Regions from separate parts of the Mus musculus genome. Here region 2 is linked to region 1. The links are chromatin contacts, called in public Hi-C maps. All regions are on one chromosome and are shown on one strand. The core of a region is the stretch at or near the end of the contact, and the rest is flanking DNA. Distances in the headings are between cores, read along the strand shown. Region 1 has its middle 4.8 kb from the start of Gm51825. Region 2 overlaps Gm40681 (a long non-coding RNA gene).

Region 1 (3,730 bases), core at 427-2,926:
AAGTATTTAGCCTGTAGCAGATATACACAAGACCTTGGCATTGATAATAGTTACATAAAGTTATGTTTCCTAAACTTGACATCTCCCTGACACCTTTGTGCTTTGTGTTCTAGGTGAGTATTCGGTCGCTACACAGGTATGCTTGCTGCTTTCCTTTGAGGCTGTCCTTTGCAATAATGTCTCTAAGATCACAGATATGGAAGTAGCTTATGACTTTCCTAGTTAAAAAAAAAAAAACCGGTGCTCATCCAGGCCCCAGGTTCCTCTCGGAATAGTGATTATACTTTATTCTCGAAACTGCCAGGGAAGTACATGGATTCTATAATGTAGGTCTTCTGGGGAGAGGGGTGGTTCCCTGTTCTCTTACCCGTAGTGTCTTCCTAAAGTAGAATATCTATCCTGATGCCTAAATGCTTCTGTGTATTAACTATCTACTTAATGGAGGACTCATTATTATCTGAGAAAAGGGGAGATGATTTTATCGCCATCCAGAATATCACACTAAGGTGGGCTGTACATGGGGAATGTATTTTGGTCATGTTGGTTAACTGGAGGTAGATTTCCTCAATCCCTAATTTGCCTCCCTTCCTTGTGCACCCATGCCCTGTGTCTGCCCCATATCTGGGTAGTCAACCTAGGAAATGACTCATAGAGCTCTGTGGAAAGGCAGATGAAGTGAGCAAGCAGATAGTCACAAACTGAAAATGCTAATACATTTATTCAGTAAGGATACAGGAAAAGACACCACCTAGCAAATGTAGATCTAAATTGAGTAGCATGTGTTGTTCTAACTTTTTGAAATAAGAGCAATTAATAAGAACAATTAATAAGACAGCAATGCCCACTAAGAGCCAGGCTGCACTGAAACTGATAATTTCATTCTTTGAATGTGGCAGTGTGTGACCATGAACGGCAAATATTTTTTTTTCCAAATTTTGCACAATTTGGCGAAAGAAATTAAGAACTGCAGCATGACTTCCATCCAGTGGTAAGTCTGCCTCCAGAGATTCCATCCATGCAAATAACCCTAGGCCTAGCAAATACTCCATGCCTCAAAATATTTGCTACAGTCTTCCTTACAAGTCACAAGACCTCCAGGGACCAATGAGGGCATTCAGTGAACACAGTAGACTAATGTCATTTCCAAGGGAAAATTCCCAGATCTGGGGCTGACCCTGGAAATGAAGATATCGGAAGGGAGGCCTATTAGGGCTTGAAGAAACCTACCACCCGTTTCCAGCGTGACAAAAGTAATTCCCCATTCCACAGGAAGATGCCATATGGCATAGCAAAACATTTTAGGAAGAGTAGGGCATGAAACTTGATGATTATAGTAAGGATGCAAAACTCTGTGCATGCATGAATAAGAAGATTGGTTCTCAAGGAAGCACCTCACTCTGGCAAAATAGTACAGCTTCCTGGCAGAGAGCGTGAACTCTCGTATCAGATCGCCACATCTGCAGTTCCACTGTGCCATGAACTTCCGATCTGAAGGTGAGGTGCTTCATTTCTTTGCGACTCTCTTTTCCTCATCTGTAAAATACACCAGCTGTCTCACCGTGCTGTTGTGAGGTTTACAGAGAAGTTTATGTAAAACAGTTGGCATAGGGCTGGCACAGAGTGTTGCTGACTACGTCATGACTCATCCTGCCCAGATCTGTCAATCATTGACTGTGTGCAGCCACCTCATGGGAAAGGAAGTCATGGAAGTGCTTCATCTCTTTAGTTCTCTGTAGCAGGTATACCAGGTTCTTGTGTGGAGGGCAGACCATAGTCCTGCTTGGCTAGCCAGGCTATCATGTCTCATCCAGGCTATCCTTGGCACCTACTAATCACTTTCCCTAGTTTTTCTCCTCCTATCTGTCCCAAACTAAGGATTTGGTCATGTCACACAACCTGGTTTTGGCATCATCATCAGATTCCACAACTTAGGAGATTAAGCCTACGGTCTTTAAGGGTTTTCAAGATCCAGCCCCAGACACTTAGGATGGCTCAGTGGATAAAGGTGCTTGCTGCCAACCCTGACAACCTGAGTGGCTTCTGGTACCTACATTATATCCAGGAAGCAGAAGAGCAACAACTGTAAGTTGTCCTCTGACCTTCACACTTGCAATGGTATGCACTCACCTACACACATGCGCACATACACAAATAGATAAATATAATAAAAATTCGTGCCAAAGTGTGTAGGCTGGACTTGCCATACAGTGTCATTAAAGGCCATTTTCCTTCTTTGCTTTCGCTGTTGCCAATGCTCTACCATCTCAGACCCCCAACAGAACAGTCCATCAAAATCCCTAGCTTCCATCCAGCATAACACGGCTCTACTTTCTAATTCCAGCCTCCTCTGCAGCAGTGACTTGTGGACTCTACAGTGGAGGAGGCTGGTTGAGAAGCCTGGAGTCTGGGAACCAGCTCCTATACTAAGCATTCCCCACAGCTACATGTCTGGTAGATCTCTACTCCATCCCGATAGATGCTTCCACGGAAACGTTATGATAGGTATCAGCTTCCTGCTTCTTTGAGAAAAACTAATCTCCACATCTTAACCAGTCTACAACTCACATAATAGCAGACCCTTAGAAGACACTTACAGATGTCTCCGAGGCCTGTTCAGTAATTCATTCATCAACCCGGATCCCAGTGATCCCGCCCTGCCAAGCTCATCTGCATTCACTCATTGAGAGTGACTCTGGCCTGACCCTTGTTCTTCTGGATGACTTCCAAGTCCATGTAAACCCTATACACTTTTCTCACGAGGGCAGAACTGGGATGCTTGGGAGAAAGGAACCGAAGGATCCCTCCAGGTTTAATTTGGGAACAGTGTGTAGACTTGGATCTGAAAAGGATGGCTAGCCTTGGAGAGCCAGCCCCATTACAGACAGGTAAATGGGTCCAGACCTGAAAGACTCACTGAGTTTCGGTTTAAAGAATGGAATACCCAACATGCTTGGAAACCAATGTGTCAAAGTTACAGTTTCAACTCCACTAGCACATCTTGTAACCTCTTTGTGTATCAGTTTCCTCCTCTGTAATGTGAGGGCAGTAACTGAATCCAACTCGGTGAACTGTTATGAAGAGCAAATGAATTAAAATGCACACAGTCTTTGCAGCAATGTATGGTGCACGGGAGCTAGACAATAAGTGGTACCCTTGGGCTACAACTCACAATCAGCGAGAAGTATGGTTTACAACCTTTTGGCTCACACTGATGTACTTTATAGGTTGTGTGTTAACCCTAACCTTGGGTACTTGACCTATAACCCATCAGGCTAGTGTCAATACTATTAAGGTAATCTGAAACAAATTCCAACACTTCATAAAACCAGGCTAGGTGAGTCACATCTGTAATCCCAGCACTCAGGAGGGGGAGGCAGGAGGATCGGAAGTTCAAGGTTATCCGCAGGTGCTTAGCAAATTCAAGGCCATCCTGAGCTAGGATGGGGTTCAAGGGGGTGGGGAGGAAGGAGAGAGAGGGAGAAAGAAAAAGAAAATAGAACCATCCATAAGTTTAAGACTGGAAACCTATGAACAGGAGGTAGAGAAATGACTCAGTTAGCAAAGCACTTGTCACCAAAGCACGAGTACCCAACATTCAGTATGTAAAAACTGTCTATGGTATACCTGCTTGTAACTCCAACAGTATGGAGGCAGAGGGGCAAGTATATATCTCAGTTCAGAGCTCAACATTTTTTGTTGCTTGTTTGATACAGGAAATCACTATGTAGCC
Region 2 (3,730 bases), core at 1,132-3,631, 270 kb before region 1:
AATGGGCAGATTGTAAGATGATCATCTCTGCTTTCAGGGATTCACACCTGGTGTTCACACCTGGAATTCCCATACACTCTCATCTCCTTGAGTACCTCCTGGTCCAAGCAGCTTGAAAAATGAAGGATGCTACTTAGAAGGCCAAGCTTTAAATGCCTGTTGCTTTGATGCTGGGCACCATCTACTTCTCTCTTGGGTCAGTCCTCTCATGTCAAGAGCACAGTTAGGCTGTCTATAGAGAGGCCCACAGAGTGAGGCATTCACATAATCTCAAAACACACTCTTCAGCCTCATCTTAGTCTTGGAGGATGAGAGTCTTGGCTAATGTCTTGACTGCAGTCTCGTGAGACACCTTGATTCAGGGACACCCAAGGAAGCTGGACCAAGATGATCTGTCCAGCGAAGCCATTGGAGAATAACTCCCTTGAGAAACCAATACCTACATATGGACCTTTCTTATCCTCTCCATGAGTGTCCCTCTATTGACTCGTATGTAAAAGATCTATATTCAAAACGTGTCTAAATAAATTTTGATTCTGCTTGAAAGGAAATCCGTGGGAGAACGAATTGTGTGTTGCTTGAAGAACTGAGCTTGTGAATGACGTTATGAAGCAAGATGGAACTTGCTTCCCCTAGTCAGACTTTGAGTCCTTCCAGAGCAGAGCTATGCCTTCTTCCCTACATGTGGCAACATCTGGCTGGGTGGCTGCCACAGAGTTAATATTCTAGACCAAGAAGGCTTCCATTTAAGAAATGTTTATATGAACTCAGGTACATGGGCATAGAAAATGGGCATGATAATCAGAATTTATTTACTAACTAAATAAGCAATTTAATTTAAAACTGTTATTTGATACATATAGAATTTTGCCACTCATTAAACATGAAAGCAAATTTGCATACCAACTTGGTGAACATGTATGTCTATTTTTACATAAAGGACTAAATCTTGGCTGAATGTCTGATACCGCAGAGTATTTCTATAGAGCATCTTCAGTGTTTTTCAGAGTTCATAGGTCATTTGACTTCATAATCTTCAATGCTGAGAATACCACCCCGCATAAATTCATACTACAAAAGTGGCAGACATATGATCAGGGTCCTTTCAGACATTGTTTTCAATTGTACCCTAATCTCAAGCCAAAATTCATTGAAAACTTGTTTTCACAAAACTAAAGCCAGCCAGCAACTTAGAACAGTAGTTTTTTCTTTTTTTTCTGAATTAAATGTTATCACATAATACAACTCAAAGACAAGCTGATTTGATACATTCTAAGTTATGCTGGTGGGAAAATATTAAGGTTGGTTTATTTGTTTGTTTGGCCAGGAAATGTTACTATAAGAATAGAAAATGATATGCACATTAAAACAGCAGAGTGGACTTGAACCTGAGCTGAGATATTCTGTGCAGTGTTCCTTAATGTGTCCCGGGAGCCGTGCTGGGAGCAGGGCTCTGAACCGTGTGCTGTGGCGAAATCATGTGACGCACCTTGGTTTGCTTGTGGGTTTGATACGGAATTAATTTTCGGTTGTCAGTGAGTTCAGAAACCCTTCCCTTTTACGGTTTCCTTGGCTTTTCGTGACCTCCGTGTTTAGTGATTTGATCTATAGTGTAAGGAGCTGTGTTCTAGGACTTGGAAGGAGGAGGCATGACGGGACCCACATCTCTTATAACAAACCCGATTCTCTGTGTGATGTGGAGTCCAGTTCATTTTGCACTGTGCCTGGCAGAGAGTTTGACTGGATTTAATTACCATGACCTCAAGGGTCTCAGAAAGAAGCTCCCTTCTCCTGAGCCCATGGAAGGTTTTTGGTGACATAAGAATTATGAAGATGACAACTTAATACATCCGACTGGCTAAGGAACAGAGATGACTAACTTGGACCCATGAACCCCCCCCCCTTTTTTAAGAGGTGAGGATATCACCAGGGGTCACAAGCAAAATGCGATCCTGCACCCCTCCCCTGCCCCAAGAGAGGATTTATTACTTTTTACTGGAACTCCAAGAAGATCATAATAAAAGGGGGGAGGGGGACGGGGAAGAAAAAGGAGAGGGAGAAACAGGAAAGGAAGAGGGGGAGGGGTGGAAGAGGGGGAGAGAGAAAGGAGAGATACTGAAATTGGAATTGAAGATCTTCAATCTGGAGAAGATGGGGGTGGGGGTGGGAGGCGTTCCAGCTGAGTGGGGCCTTGCAAATTCAACTTCCCCTGGCACCATTTCCTGCTACGACTGAAAAGTCTAGAAACTACACTAAGGGATTTTTTTTCCTTCTCTTTTTGTTACTTTAAAAGCAAAATGGAGTTTATTACATGTTGATTATGTTAAATTAGCCACTGCCTGTCCTCCACCCCCATCCCTTCCCCCAAGGGATGTTGAGCAACATCCTGAGGAGGAGAGGCTGGGTGTGGACCTGGGCTGTGTCTGGCCTTCTGCTGTATGTAGTAGGTGAGGCTCGATTTCTGTGACCCCCATCCTCCAAACACATCTCCCCCTTCAGGATCCAGCCTGTGACTGTTAATCCTGCCCAGCTTCATCCTCACCAAAGGGCCAATTAAAAACAGAGGCGGCTGCTGCCTATGAGTGCCGTCAAGTCAGAAATATGTGGGAGCTGTGGAAAGCTCTTCAGGATCCAAAGGGTTGAAGCCGTGATGGTTGAACGATTGTCTGAGGAACTTACATTCCAAGTCACCAGAGGCTCCAATCACACCACAAAAGTGCCAGCATATGTGTGTGCATGCTAGCAGGCTCCACAACAATGGAACATGATTGAGAATCTTGCTATTATTATTATTATTATTATTATTATTATTATTGTCAAGTTTGGACTAGTGTTTTCTCTATATGGAGAAGTTGAATGAGGATTTTAAAACCTGATGAGGAATAGATTTGGATTCTATAGTCAAATTAAATGCCAACAATCAACAGAAAAATCTTAATAGAAACAGACAGTTGTGAACTCCTTCTCGTGAAGATGCTCAATTAAAAAGGCTGTTATGCCAAAGTGTGTGTGTGCACACGTATATTTCTCTGTGTGTGGGGTATGTGCGTGTGTATTTCTGTCTCTATGTGTGTGTGTTTCTGTGTGTGTATATGTGCATGCATGATATATATATATATATATATATATATATATATATATATATATGTACACACATATGTATATGTATGTGTATGTGTATGTGTATGTGTATGTGTATGTGTATGTGTATGTGTATATGTGTGTCTGTGTGTTTGTGTGTCTGTGTGTTGCCTGTCTGTCTTTCTGTGTGTGTATGTGTTCAAAAATACTTAACCAAGAGTTAGCCCTTCCTACCTGTTAGGTAATGAGGCATTAGCATTAAAGCAAGGCATGCACACTTCCTGAATTTGCAAGTGTGTGCTATAGCCTCAGGTAGCATGGTGTCTGGTTATCTATAATACACTGAGAAATGGCATTTACAGCAAGCTACTGAATCTGTACCTAATAAATCATTATCTAATCAACGTCTATCCATTCTGTGGGCCAGAGAAAAAGAGGTCTGAAGGCTGTGTTGGTTACAGAGTGACTTAAACAATCCTGAAGACTGTTTAGTGCTGGCCATGTTCTGTGTACCTTGGGCGTCTCTGCCACTCACTGCTATAGTCAAGGCATTGGTGTTACAGACTGTGTCCATCTTACAGAAGGGAAAGCCACGGCACAGAACAATTGATTGCGACATTTGACACCTTGTCAACTGGAAGTCTGACTC

What was found. Hi-C and Micro-C count contacts between places; a contact is called where the count stands out from the background.
Region 2: a contact with region 1 is called in a Hi-C map of bone marrow-derived macrophages, with 30 read pairs. The contact joins two enhancer-like sites. A contact is called at or near these places in 2 of 15 datasets of contacts at CTCF or cohesin (the NIH/3T3 cell line and large pre-B cells), 2 of 484 Hi-C or Micro-C datasets (bone marrow-derived macrophages and nephron progenitors) and 4 of 115 datasets of contacts at active chromatin or transcription factors (SST interneurons, embryonic stem cells and pancreatic cancer cells).

Annotation. Positions count from the first base shown.
Region 1 is chr10:67,485,562-67,489,291 of GRCm38.p6, reverse strand. No RefSeq gene overlaps it. Among named protein-coding and RNA genes, the nearest start is that of Gm51825, 4.8 kb to the right of the region's middle. Within about 2 kb of position 1,676, at least 50 of the 459 cell types and tissues checked have an H3K27ac peak or open chromatin away from gene starts, as enhancers often do. A contact at or near this core is called in bone marrow-derived macrophages, where this site is marked.
Region 2 is chr10:67,759,277-67,763,006 of GRCm38.p6, reverse strand. The region is part of intron 1 of Gm40681 (a long non-coding RNA gene); the gene reads left to right. Among named protein-coding and RNA genes, the nearest start is that of Gm40681, 17 kb to the left of the region's middle. Within about 2 kb of position 2,381, at least 38 of the 459 cell types and tissues checked have an H3K27ac peak or open chromatin away from gene starts, as enhancers often do. A contact at or near this core is called in bone marrow-derived macrophages, where this site is marked.